Linked DNA regions of Ovis aries: region 1 is linked to region 2. The links are chromatin contacts, called in public Hi-C maps. All regions are on one chromosome and are shown on one strand. The core of a region is the stretch at or near the end of the contact, and the rest is flanking DNA. Distances in the headings are between cores, read along the strand shown.

What was found. Hi-C and Micro-C count contacts between places; a contact is called where the count stands out from the background.
Region 1: a Hi-C map of hypothalamus shows a contact between it and region 2, with 5 times the contacts expected there. The contact joins the promoter of USP34 here to the enhancer-like site in region 2. A contact is called at or near these places in 6 of 16 Hi-C or Micro-C datasets (blood, hypothalamus, muscle and 2 more).

The regions. Positions count from the first base shown.
Region 1 is chr3:46,651,730-46,654,920 of ARS-UI_Ramb_v3.0, forward strand. USP34 (ubiquitin specific peptidase 34) reads left to right here and starts at 1,692. Exons shown (of 80, transcript XM_042246017.2): 1 at 1,692-1,794. The coding sequence starts at 1,752. It overlaps LOC132659393 (a long non-coding RNA gene), which reads right to left and starts at 1,439. Exons shown (of 2, transcript XR_009599817.1): 1 at 1,074-1,439.
Region 2 is chr3:46,347,768-46,350,513 of ARS-UI_Ramb_v3.0, forward strand. No RefSeq gene overlaps it. Among named protein-coding and RNA genes, the nearest start is that of FAM161A, 47 kb to the left of the region's middle. Within about 2 kb of position 1,489, at least 7 of the 54 cell types and tissues checked have an H3K27ac peak or open chromatin away from gene starts, as enhancers often do. A contact at or near this core is called in hypothalamus, where this site is marked.

The DNA of each region.
Region 1 (3,191 bases), core at 442-2,941, 300 kb after region 2:
CAGCTGCCACCAGTAAAACAAACTAGGGTTTGGTAAGTTTCCCTGTAGGAAGAGAAGAGGGGTGGGTGGGGATGCATGTTGGATCGACAATGGCTGCTACAGGATCCAAAGTCTGCAGAAACCCAAATTTTCTGGGAAAGCTGGGAAGAAGAGAAGACAATGGCAAAATAGTTACAGCTCCTAAGGATCACCTGCTCGGATGGAACAACTCAAAACAGGTTTAACAGAAACTTTACAGCATCAACTTAAAGCGGCAGAACGGCAAAGAAAACCGGCAAGGTGGTCCTCCAGTGAAGGGATGGTCTGATCTAACCTCGAGAAACTCTGTAAAAGAATTCCCACAAGGCCTCCAAAGCTCTCTGGCTACGGATCTCAAAGATGCTACTATGTAAACTGGACTTCTCAATCATATCTCTAAAGGAATGTACTAGATACAGAAATCAGTAAGGACAGTATCAGTGCAGGCGAGGAAGATTTTCCCCACGCTAGCTAACTGTTACAACAACAAACTTCAGCTGAATGGCCACTTCCCTCCACCTGTTCTTCATTCTCCGCTCTCCGACTTAATTCCCGTATTATGTGCTCTCCGCCGGGAAGCACACTACGTACGCTATTTCAGGTGAAAACTCAGGGTAATTCGTAGGGGGCCCTCTGGCGGAAAGAGAAGGAGCTGCCCGGGACACTTCACTCCGCCATTTCTAGTCACATCAATGTATCACTGCTCGAGGACACGCTCGCAGGTTAAGCCAGCCCGGGGCTGTTCCATTCTTCCAAAACCCCGCGGGGAGAGGGCTGCGTGTCCCCTCCTGGGCTGCGGCGTCGCTCCAGCCGGCTTCCCGGAACCCCAGCCTCCCGCAACCCCAAAGGCCTGAGTTTGGGTGAGGGAGACGAGACAAATGAGTACCAAGTCACCCTGGGGGACCCAGAGTTAAAATGGCCAAGCGCAGGGGCGGAGGACAGGGCGGTGAGAGTGACCCGGCGCTTGCTGGGCCTCCGGGCCCGCGGAGCGGCCTCGGTGGGCGACGCCGCGCAACCACGACCCGCTCGGAGCTCCGCCATCTTCTCCAACTCACCCGGACTCCCCCCGCGGCCGCGCTGGCTTCGCGCTTCCCTTCCGGCCGCTGACAGAGATCCGGGCTGGGCGGGGTGGGCGAGCGCGCGGAGGGGGTGGACCGAGGGCGGGGAGGCCCGACGGAAGAGGAAAGGGAGGGCGGCGAGCCGGCCGCGGCGGGGTGTGGGGCGTGCGGCGTGTGTGCGGAGGGAGAGGTGGGAGGCGAAGAGAGGGAGGGAGGCGCAGGAATGAGAGCGCGAGGCCCTTTTCGTCGGCTCCTTCGCCCGGACGGAAAAAGCCGAGCGCAGCCCGAACGCTCTATTAAAATGGCGGCGGCGTCGGCGGTGGCCGCGGCGTCTGGTCGGTGAAGTGACTCTGCTGCTTCGCTCCCCACCCGCCCCCTCCCTCCCTCTCCCCTCCCCCCGTCCTCCCCCCCCCTTCCCCGCCGCCGGCGCCTCCGCGCCCCTCCGGCCTGCGCACCTCCCCTCGCCCCCCTCCACTCCCCCGCCCGCTCCGGGGACCGCCGGCCCCCTCCCCCATTCTCCAGCTCCCCGCCCCGTCCCCGCCGCCGCCCGCCCTCGTCGCCTCCCCGCCCCGCCGGCCGGCCGGCCCCCTCCTCCGCCTCTCTCCCCTCCCCCCCGCCGATCGGGATCAGTCAGTGCGATCCGAAGCGGGGGAGGGGGGGGGCGGCGGCCGAACGATGTGCGAGAACTGCGCAGACCTGGTGGAGGTGTTAAATGAAAGTAAGTAGCCGCGGCGGCGGCCTGTCGGGGTGTAGGGTTTGGGGTCCCCGCGCCGCTCTCCGGCCTCCCCGAGCTGCCGCGGCCTGCGGGAGGCGGCGGCCGAGCCGGCCGGCGTGCGGGCCTAGCGCCCCGGGAAGGTGCGCGGTGCCGCGGCCGCCGCGGCGCCTCGGGCCCAGCCCGGCCCGGTTACCTGGGCGCCCTAGAGGGGCCCGCCGCGGAGCTCCGGCCAGGCCGGGCCTGAGCGCTGTCCGCTCGGAAAGTTTCCTCATTACAGGTGTCAATTAACGAAGGCACTAATGATCCTTCGCCCCCTTCGCCCTGACGGGAAGGTGAGGCGAGGTGGGGTCCGAGTACCAGTCTCCTCTGCAGTCAACCCTTCGACCCTCCGGCCGCCCTCTTTGATTTTCAGCGTGCGGCCGAGGCCTCTTACCTGCTAATTTTCATTAAACTCCCTGGGAGGTGGTTGGTGGTTTTCCCCTCCCTTGGGGGTGTATAGGTGTGTTAAACCTTTCTGCCTGTCCTTAAATAGCTGAAAATGAGCTGTGATAGTGATAATTGGAACCCTTATATCTATTTTTTAAAAAATTAATGATGTCTCTTAGTGTACCAATCGTCGTTTTAATGATCAATTCTCTTATATCAAGGAGAGCACTGTAGTAGATACCATCCCGGGATAGTCATGGCCTGTGTCCTGGAATGAAAGGCCTTATTTCATATACTTTTGATTATTACAAAGCGTGCATTGCTCTTTTCTAGTTAGATTCCTTTAATTTATTTTACTCCAGACTCTTGTAAGATGGTATCTTAGCTTAAAGAAGCAAGGCATGTTGCAAGTTAACTATTTCTGGGCCCAAAGGCCTAGTTGGGCGACGTGAATTAGATAAAAGATTAATTTACAAAAAGTTGAGGGTTGAGAAAATGTTCGTTTAGGAACAGCTTTTGTGGATTTTGGATTTGTGTTTTGTGCGTGGTATTTCGAAAGCCTGCCAAACTGTTTACTTTCTAATATTCTTTAAAACAACTTGATAATAAAATATATCATCTAGTTTGTGTTTGAGTTTAATGAGCAAAGGCAATAATAAAAGTGGAAGGGTTCTAGTTTACTTTCACCTCTATTTTCTTCCTGACAGGTGGAAGGAAGCAGGCTTTTGCACAAATTTAAACTATACTTTCCAGTATGTTTCACTCTAAAATTTCCTGGAATTTTAAGATTATTTGTATATATATATTTAAATTTTATAGTTGGAGGATAACTGCTTTATAGAATTGTGTGGTTTTCTGTCATATATCAACAAGAATCAGCCACAGGTACACCTTTGAGGTTATTTGTATATATTTTGAGATACTGTTATTTTTGGTGCAAGTGGTTTATGATACCATAAACTTAAGTCCTTAGT
Region 2 (2,746 bases), core at 239-2,738:
GCTGCTGCTGCTGCTGCTGCTAAGTCGCTTCAGTCGTGTCCGACTCTGTGCGACCCCATAGATGGCAGCCCACCAGGCTCCCCGGTCCCTAGGATTCTCCAGGCAAGAATACTGGAGTGGGTTGCCATTTCCTTCTCCAATGCATGAAAGTGAAAAGTGAGAGTGAAGTCACTGAGTTGTGTCCAGCTCTCAGCGACCCCATGGACTGCAGCCTACCTGGCTCCTCTGTCCATCCATTTTATAATGATTGTCCTGGTTGCAGTGAGAAAATAGATTGGCGGTTGCTAAGACAGAAGCAGAGACCTGTCGGGCTGGGATGAGAGAGGTCCAGGGGACACACTGTGGTTACCTGAACTGGAGCTCAATAGGAAAGGTGACAGATTTGAACAATAATTTCCAATAGTAAAGGACAAGGAAAACAGTGGTGCTGAAGTTCATGGGATCGCAGACTCTGACATGACCTAGTGACTGAACAACAACAATATTCTTGAAACAAAAAGTTAGAGGTGTTCATGGAGCCATGAAAACTTTTAGTGGTCTGTGGTGAACAAGTTTTCAAATCTCTTGTTTAAGCCTAATTTTATATCTTACGAACAGCCTTGAAAATAGCTTTCTCTGATTTTTATTCCTAAGGTCATCTGACATTAGCCTAAATAAGTAAACCTAACCTGTCCATAGGGTAGTGAAGTCACTCAGTCGTGTCTGACTCTTTGCGACCCCATAGACTGTAGCCTACCAGGCTCCTCCATCCATGGGATTTTCCAGGCAAGAGTACTGGAGTAGGTTGCCATTTCCTTCTCCAGTCCACAGGGTACAGAAACCTATCAAAGCTGCTCTGATCTCAACAGCGGATGTATGGGAGCAGCCAGTCTTATCATCACAGGTACTCGTCTTGGCTCTCGGGAGCAGTCAGTGAATTTACCTGCTGCTATCCCGTTCATCAAGTTACCCACCCCCAACCCCTGGGGTGAAGGGATGAATGCAGGTTGCAGAACACACTCAGGAGTGGAAAGGTCAGAGAACCTCCTTCTTCCTGAGTCCGTACTACATTCCTCTGCCTTCACCTGGGGCAATAAGGCGCCACTCCTTGGAGGAGCGGAGAAGGGCTGACAGGTATGTTAAGGAAAAGGCAAATGTTCAGCTGCACTTCTTTTTTCATCCAGCAGGTGGCAATGAGTAAGTGACAAAACTCCAAGGAGAAACACTGAGAGCCAAAGCCAGAAGGGCATTGAATAAGAATCTTTAAAATTCGTAATTAAAGGCCAGTTTTTAAAATATTTAAATTTTGTTCCAATTGGCATAAAACAGAAGCCCCTCAAAAGGTTCTCAGGATTACAAACAATTGTGGCAGAAACGAGCATTTTAAATTTTTAATAAAAGCAGAATTCTAAATTCTGTGTCTTTTAATGTAAAGAGATATCTGACCAGTCCTAGTGGTGAAACAGAATAGTCTGCAGATGACCTCAGGAGACCACTCTGGGTTGTCTGGACAACTGACCAGCTGTGACCAGCAGTCTCCCTATTTCTTCCAAATTCCCCTTTCCTTGGCACAGGTGACTTCCTCCCTCCCTGCAGGAGGGGTCACAACTTCCCATGGACACCCAAGGAGTCCAGACACAAGCAGCTGGCTCTCTCAGGTAATTCTTGACAGTTGACGTCTACACAGTCTGATAGCAAGTAGTCTGCATGAACACCACTGACAAGAATGTTTACAGCTTTGGTCTTGAAGAAGAGAGGATGTCCCTTCATCGAAATGCTCACTTATGACATGTCCCACAGAGCACCTTGCCCCTGTGTGACCTCTGTCTGTACCTTCTCTTGCAGATTCTTGGTTGGTAAAGTTCCTTCTTAAGCCTGTTCCTGTGTCTATGATGTTGTGAATTTGCCTGAGCTCTGTTGTACAAGAACCTATGCTTTAAGTTGCTTTCCAGATGATGAGTGTTCCTTATGCCTTCCATGGTCTCACCGTTGTGATCTCTCCAGGGAGCAAAAAGTATAGAGTGAGATAGCAATCTTCCTAGTTAGAATAAGGCAAGTAAAACCATGGTCTGTTTTCTAATGGACTGTCTTTAAAGCACTTACAATCCTCTGTTAGGATTTGGAATGAGACAAGGAATGTATACTTTTCATTTCTCTGTTATTACTTTTGACAGTGTTGGTTTAATTGATTTGTAAAATTTATCCTGACAATTCTGCCCCACATGTCTGTGGAAACATCCAGTGTTCTGAACACCCCTTTTTCCTGTGTTTTTCTGTGATTGAGGTAGTGAGGCAGAGAAAGGGAAATCTTCCAGTGTGAAATTAAGGCATGAAAGACTTGATCACACATACAACAACAAAGTCTCATGATTTTACAGTTCCTTTCAATATGTTTGTATGAACAAAATCTGTTATTTTTGGTCAACCCAATTAATGACTGAAAAACGAAGACAGAGCAGCTCTCTAAGATTAAATTATGGAAATCCCTTTTGTACCAATTTGCAAAAATCACTGTTCTTTTGAATGTGATTAAGATATTGTGTTTGTGAGGGCTTGAGGGGTCAACTTATATTTTGTTACACCATGTCACTAAATTCTATAGTTGATGTTGATAATCTTAACCTATAGAACTATAAAAACTCTTTAAAGTTATTTTTCTCACTCTCTACAACCCATAATAAGTTTAATTAATCACTCTTTCATAACAAGAAATTAGACTTTCAGACAGAGCAGTTATGGAAAACCGCAACATAGTTCCAAAGTTGAA